Linked DNA regions of Gossypium arboreum: region 1 is linked to region 2. Evidence: chromatin contacts called from public Hi-C data. All regions are on one chromosome and are shown on one strand. Each heading gives the region's core, a stretch centred on a gene start, on an enhancer-like site or on the middle of the called end of the contact. The rest is flanking DNA. Distances are from core to core; before and after follow the strand shown. Region 1 has its middle 6.5 kb from the start of LOC108483726. Region 2 holds the start of LOC108482043 (H/ACA ribonucleoprotein complex subunit 3-like protein).

Region 1 (3,165 bases), core at 488-2,987, 39 kb after region 2:
TACATTTCAAGCCATAGTTTATCTTGCCTGGCCGCTCACCAAATATTATATAAATATACTAAAAGATATAAATATTCTTATAAAAAGTTTATTATTTTTAAATTTAAAATTTGGGTTTTTTTTCAATTGAATTAGAATTGAATTAGTCATGATACCAAACAAGATATGGTATATTAAGGGCTAATTTAACATTGTTTTTGAAAAGAGTTTTTAAAAGTATTTTGAAAAAGTGATTTTAAGAAATATTTTTGAAAAAGTTTGTTTAAAATTTAAGAGTTTAGTATTGTTGTTAAAAATATTTTTGAGAAATAAAATATTTATTTTAAATATGGTGTTATAAAGAAACAAATAAACATTTAATTAATCTACAACTTAATTAATATTATAATATTTTAATAAGAATATAAAAATAATTTATTATAATTTATTGTTAATATTTTGATATATAAAAATAATTTTAAATATTTTTAAGTAATTAACCGAAGGAAGTTCCATGTGTTAGAGGGATTAAAACGTAATTAAATTATCCAAGCACGTGGACATATTCAATGGAAAAGCACTTTAGCTGCATCTTTTTGCTCTATTATACCTGGACATATAACACTGTTTCTTCATCTAGACGTTATAGATAAATGGACATATTCAATCGAAAAGCAGATCCCCTGCTACCAACAGAGGGAGCAAAAAGAAAAAGAAGTACAATGAATGCAATTGCATGTGTGTAAAATAAGGAGTTGTGATCTTAATCAAGCATATTGTAAGGATGGAAGTGGGTATATTTCGTACATCACAAGACTAAGAAATTCCACACTAAATGATTTTGGTGTCGCCATGTCGCCATGTGCGCATTGACAAAAAAAAAAGAAAATTTGGAATTTCTAATTTGGTTATTAAAAAGGAGAAATGGGAATGATGTGAGGTCCAAGGCCACCAAGCAATGTCTCTAGAGAGAGCCCAACTCATACGATGATCTCAAGCTGGCAATTTTCAAGTGGTGGCTTCTAGAACTACAAGCAACCATTTGAACTGTCAAAATGTCCAGTTGGACCATGTCAGCGAATGCGTAAGCCACTTTCCAAATTGAAATTAAGAAATAAATTAAAATAAAAACACACAAATCAATGGTGATAACCAGGGGATTCTTTAACCATTACTGCCCAAGTCGAGATACTCTGTTTTTGGAGTAAATTATAATTTTGGCCAACTTTCCATACAATAAGCAGGAAATATTTTCATTATGCAAAGAATTGGGTTCATTTGTGTACCCTAAAGGCTAGAATCACTAGTTATTATATTAATTAACCAGAGTTAGCAAGCAGTGAATTAGATTGTTAGATTTGTTAGCTGGTGGTTGCAGGCCTTTCTAAAGCAGGAAAATTTTAGCCAATGTTCAAAGCTATTGCAATCAGAAACTTTCAAAAACCAGAGACTGGGAAACGTTGGATTGATATGATGATAAAACACGATTTACAAATTATGAACGTCAAAGCAGATTTGCCCACCATCTATCTCATATCCTCACACATTACAATGCTATAAACTTATTGAACATTCATCTCTCCCTGGCATTGAATTTATTGAGATTCTCCATTTTCCAGGCTTCTCATATCTCAAGCAAAGAAAGGGGGGAGAAAGCCACAGTTTTCCCAGATCCCTTTGAAGCAAAAAAAAGCATTGGAAGGGCTCATGCACACAGAGTCAAATCCTTGTTTACCAAGAAATAGACAGCCGTAGACAAGACAAGGGGGAGAACCAGCAAGAATTTCTTTGAAAAAACTGAATGATTTTCACACCCTTCTTCATGAATGGTCTCTAGCCTTGGATATGTGGAAGATTTTCTGGGATTAATGAGAGGGGATGGTGCCACTGCACGCCAATTTTGCATGTATACCACCTCTTTCATCATCTTTAAAACTGAGGAAAGCTTGATCAAGATTGGGTTTTTGTTACTTTTTTGGATGGATTGGGTAAGTTATGGGGATTTAAGGAGGATTTATATAGGGGTTTTCAGACTTGCAGCGCGTAAATTAAGGAAAGATGAAGGAAGAAGACAAGATGATTGAATGATGTAGGTTAACCCACGTATTCTGACTATGTTTTTGTTTGCCAATAAAAATAGGATCTCACCGTTGGTCAAAGAAGATGTTCTAGATCCACTCGTGTGTGAATAAGTTGACTTCTGGTTATAATCTGTTATTGGGTGCATTCTAGAAACAAACTTATTTCATCCATTTCTTAAAAATAAATAATGTCCTACTCAAAGAGATGCTGTATATATTATATGGTTAGAGTTGATACAACATTCCATTCATTATCACGTCATATTTTTATTTATTTATTTTATAAATAATTTTAAAATTATTAATTACAGTAAATATCAAGTATATTCTAATTTAGAGTGACTGATTTTGATTAAATCTTTATAATAGAGATACCTCTCAACTACAAATAGAATATATTTATAATAAAATTTGAGATGAATTTCTTACATGGTGTAGTCATATTTTTAATCCAATTATATTATAAAAACAGAATATTATTTTTTAAATTTTACCTTAATTTTGTAAAATAAAATTTCTAAATTAGATCACAAGGTGTAGTGATATTTTAAAAAAAAAATCTCACAAACCCCGTTTCAATTTGGGTATGATAGACTTGTAAAGCTAAATCATTATTTATAAATTATTAATTGTTATACCCATTCACCTTAAGGCCTGTTTGAATAGTAAGTTTGCCACCAACAAGTTAAGAAGTCACCTATAATTTTATACATGAAATTTTACTTTTATTAAATTTTTATAAACTGGTAGCACGCATTATCAACATAGCATAATTTTACATTTATATAGTATACACACAAACAATTATATTAATCCAATATGAAAATAAAAAAATATCTTTTATTTAAATGTGTACAATTGAATCAAAATTTAATGTGTATGTTTGAACCACAAACAAAGCTCACGTGTAATTTTGATATTTGTCTCATTAAGATATAAATTATAGATTACACTTATAAATTATTTTCAATAAGAAAATTAATTTAAATTATAGTATAAAAGTATTACTAATTTTCTATATTTATTTATAAGAAAATAGGAAAAACTTAAAATAATTTTTTTATAAAATTAATTCAATTGAATAATATTTTAATTAGAGAAAATA
Region 2 (2,998 bases), core at 324-2,823:
CTCACGGCAATGGGGGATTACCACACTCACACACATTTTTTTTCATTTTTTATCACCCATACACCTTTGTTTATTATTTCACCCTAATGCACCAACAAAACATGTTTCATGACATGTTTAGCCCATCCTCCTTGTCATGGCCGGCCACCACCTATAAAGGGGAATTTGACATGCAAGTCCATTATTTTGCATGCATGCTTTAATTAGTCATCACACATTTCCTATCATACTTTCAAAGTTCATTACTAAGTCCTTTCTTGTGGAATTCACCCTTATAACACTAAATCAATCATCATAAAATGTCATACATGAGCACACACATATTATAGGCATCAAAATAAATTTTTAATTATTTTTATGCCTCGGTTTTGTGGTCCCGAGACCACCTTCCGACTAGGGTCAATTTTGGGCTGTCACATGGGTTCCCAAAGATAATCATAGTGGGCTGAAACTTTCTCCGTGCCCTAATCGTCCACATAAAAAACAGAACAAAGAGAGTTTTTCCTATTGAAAAATTGCATAGGTAGATTTACCTTATCCATATATGATGCGCTTCTTTCTTTTTAAGGGGGCTTTGCATATCCAATTGTACCTTTACACGTATAAATGTTTTTAACGCTCCTAGTAATTATTGTAGCATTATATTCTAAGAATTTCCTAATGAAGTTACTCAACTATCTTGCCATCCCTTCCGACATAGCCCCTATTGGTAGATTATGAATTTGCACCTAAAATTTTGAAAAATCAGAGGGACTTGAACCGGATTTTCTCCTCTTTCCAATCGATGAAAGAGAATTAAATGTCTATTGAAAAACCAAGGGATCCCTCTTATTACTTTCTTGATATCCAACTCATTTTAAAACTGAAAAAGAACCATTTTATCCTCAATTTCTGATATAGATACTCTTTCAATAGGATGCCAAAGTTCAACGAGCATGTTTCTCATTGACGGAAAATGGACCTCACTATTTGTCAGAACCTTCCCCACCAGACATAGATTGAATTCCTCTTTGCTTTCCTTTACATCCTGTTGATCGTATATTGGTTCTTCTTCCTCGTCGGCAATATTTAGATTCACCAATTCTTCCTACATGGATTTTTAAGTTGATGCTGCAAATAGATCCTGGATGTATTAGAATAAAACCTAACAGGTTTAGTATATCGGAGGAAAATCTCCAACTTTACTATTGTCGGCAGACAAAAAACGAGAGAAAAAACCTAAAAGCCTCATGCTACGCAAGCAACTAAAAGTCCTATTTATATGTCCCTTGGAATTTTATTTAATATACAATAGTCGACTATAAGATAAAACTTAAATTTCAAAAATCATTTTTATTTAATTTTAATATATATTTTTAAATTTTATTTTATTAAAATTATTTATAAATATAATCATATTCATATTAAATTTTTATATTATTTATTTTTAATATTTTTTATTTTTAATTTATAAAATTTTAATTCCAAACAAAACAATTAGAATAACTGACATTTTAAATAAATAAAATTTAAAATATAAACATTTTAAAAATCTTAAAATTTTTAAATTATTTGTCCAAACTAACTCCTAACAAATCATTAAAACAAACCCAATTTCAAGGATAGCTGTTATTAAGCCTGTAATGGCCCATTGCCGCTATGAAAGTCTAAAACCCTAAAAGTTCAAATTTCTTTCATTCCTTCTCCTGCCTCCCCCAATCTCAGAAGGTGCGGCTCCGATCACAAAGTGACAAATTTCTCCTTATGCATGGTTTTCTATTCATTGCATAAAGGTTCTAATCTTTTTCTCTTTCTGCAGTTGTTGTTCCTTTTATTCGGATAAGATGTATCTCCAGTTCTACATTAACGATAATGGTGACAAAGTTTACACCACTAAGGTAAAGTCCCATAATTTTTCTTCTTTTTTTTTTAAAATTTTTTTTACTGATAACAATTAGTTAAAGCTAGAAACTATCTGAGGTTCGTGTTACTCTCTCAATTTTTTATATCGTTTATGGTGATTGAGACTTGGTAAAGACAACTTTGTATGCCATAATGAAAATCTAAAACTGAGGTTTTAACCTTAAAAGAAAGAATCAAACCTAAGGTTTTAGTGATAAATCTTATCTATAAAACTGAGATTTTAACCTTTAGAAACAGATTCTAAGCTATGAATAAGATTTATATGAACTTGGTTTAAGCAAATTTGGAATTATTAGTTATAACTTTTTTTTTTTTTTAAAAGCTGAGTTTTTAGCTTAGTTTGATCTTAAACATGTACTAAAACTGAGACTAGTTCTTTGAAATGTTGAGAACTTCAATCATTTTTTTTTCTCTTGGTAGGGTGTCTGTTCCATGATTATTGAGGGAGTTAATGGCTGAATAAACTTAACCTGTCCTGAAAAATGAATTAAATGGTGAAAATTGATACTAGGATTAGATTTTAATCTCTTTACCTTTTGGCTTTCAGCATATAATCACGTTTTGGTATTTTTTTTTTCTGGGGTTTTCTAATATATGTATAATCAATATTCCAACAGTTTTTTTCTCTATAATTACATTTATATCGATTTTTATATGCAGAAAGAATCACCGGTGGGGATGCCTACTCAGTCTGCTCATCCAGGTAATAAGGCCTGATGTGTTTATATAATTTCCGGCATACACTGCTGTTTAGGAATTCATTATGTTTTATGAGGCGTCTGAACAAACTCTTATTGGTTGCTTTAACATTTAAATATATAATTGCCTTTCTAAGGGCTGCTTTGATCTGCATATGGTAGTTTTGTCTGGTTTAATCTGAAAATCAAGAAAAGAGGTCCATTTTGGCTGAGAATCGGAAGTGTTGTTCTGATTTCATGGTCATTACCCATCTGTTACTCATTCTCTGCTTTTACTGGCAAGTTGCTAGTAAATTTTGCCATCTATGGCACTCAAATATGGTGGATGTTGATGTTGGCTTGAATCCATGTTAGGTTGTTGTATGATCTTTTGTTTTTAATGATTATGTGAAAGTTGC

The links. A called contact is a pair of places that touch in the nucleus more often than the background predicts.
Region 1: a contact with region 2 is called in a Hi-C map of leaf, with 2.6 times the contacts expected there. The contact joins the enhancer-like site here to the promoter of LOC108482043 in region 2. A contact is called at or near these places in 2 of 5 Hi-C or Micro-C datasets (both in leaf).

Annotation. Positions count from the first base shown.
Region 1 is chr6:20,368,119-20,371,283 of ASM2569848v2, forward strand. No RefSeq gene overlaps it. Among protein-coding and RNA genes, the nearest start is that of LOC108483726, 6.5 kb to the right of the region's middle. Within about 2 kb of position 1,738, at least 2 of the 2 cell types and tissues checked have an H3K27ac peak or open chromatin away from gene starts, as enhancers often do. A contact at or near this core is called in leaf, where this site is marked.
Region 2 is chr6:20,329,185-20,332,182 of ASM2569848v2, forward strand. It overlaps LOC108482043 (H/ACA ribonucleoprotein complex subunit 3-like protein), which reads left to right and starts at 1,574. Exons shown (of 4, transcript XM_017785149.2): 1 at 1,574-1,707; 2 at 1,799-1,877; 3 at 2,563-2,605. The coding sequence starts at 1,824.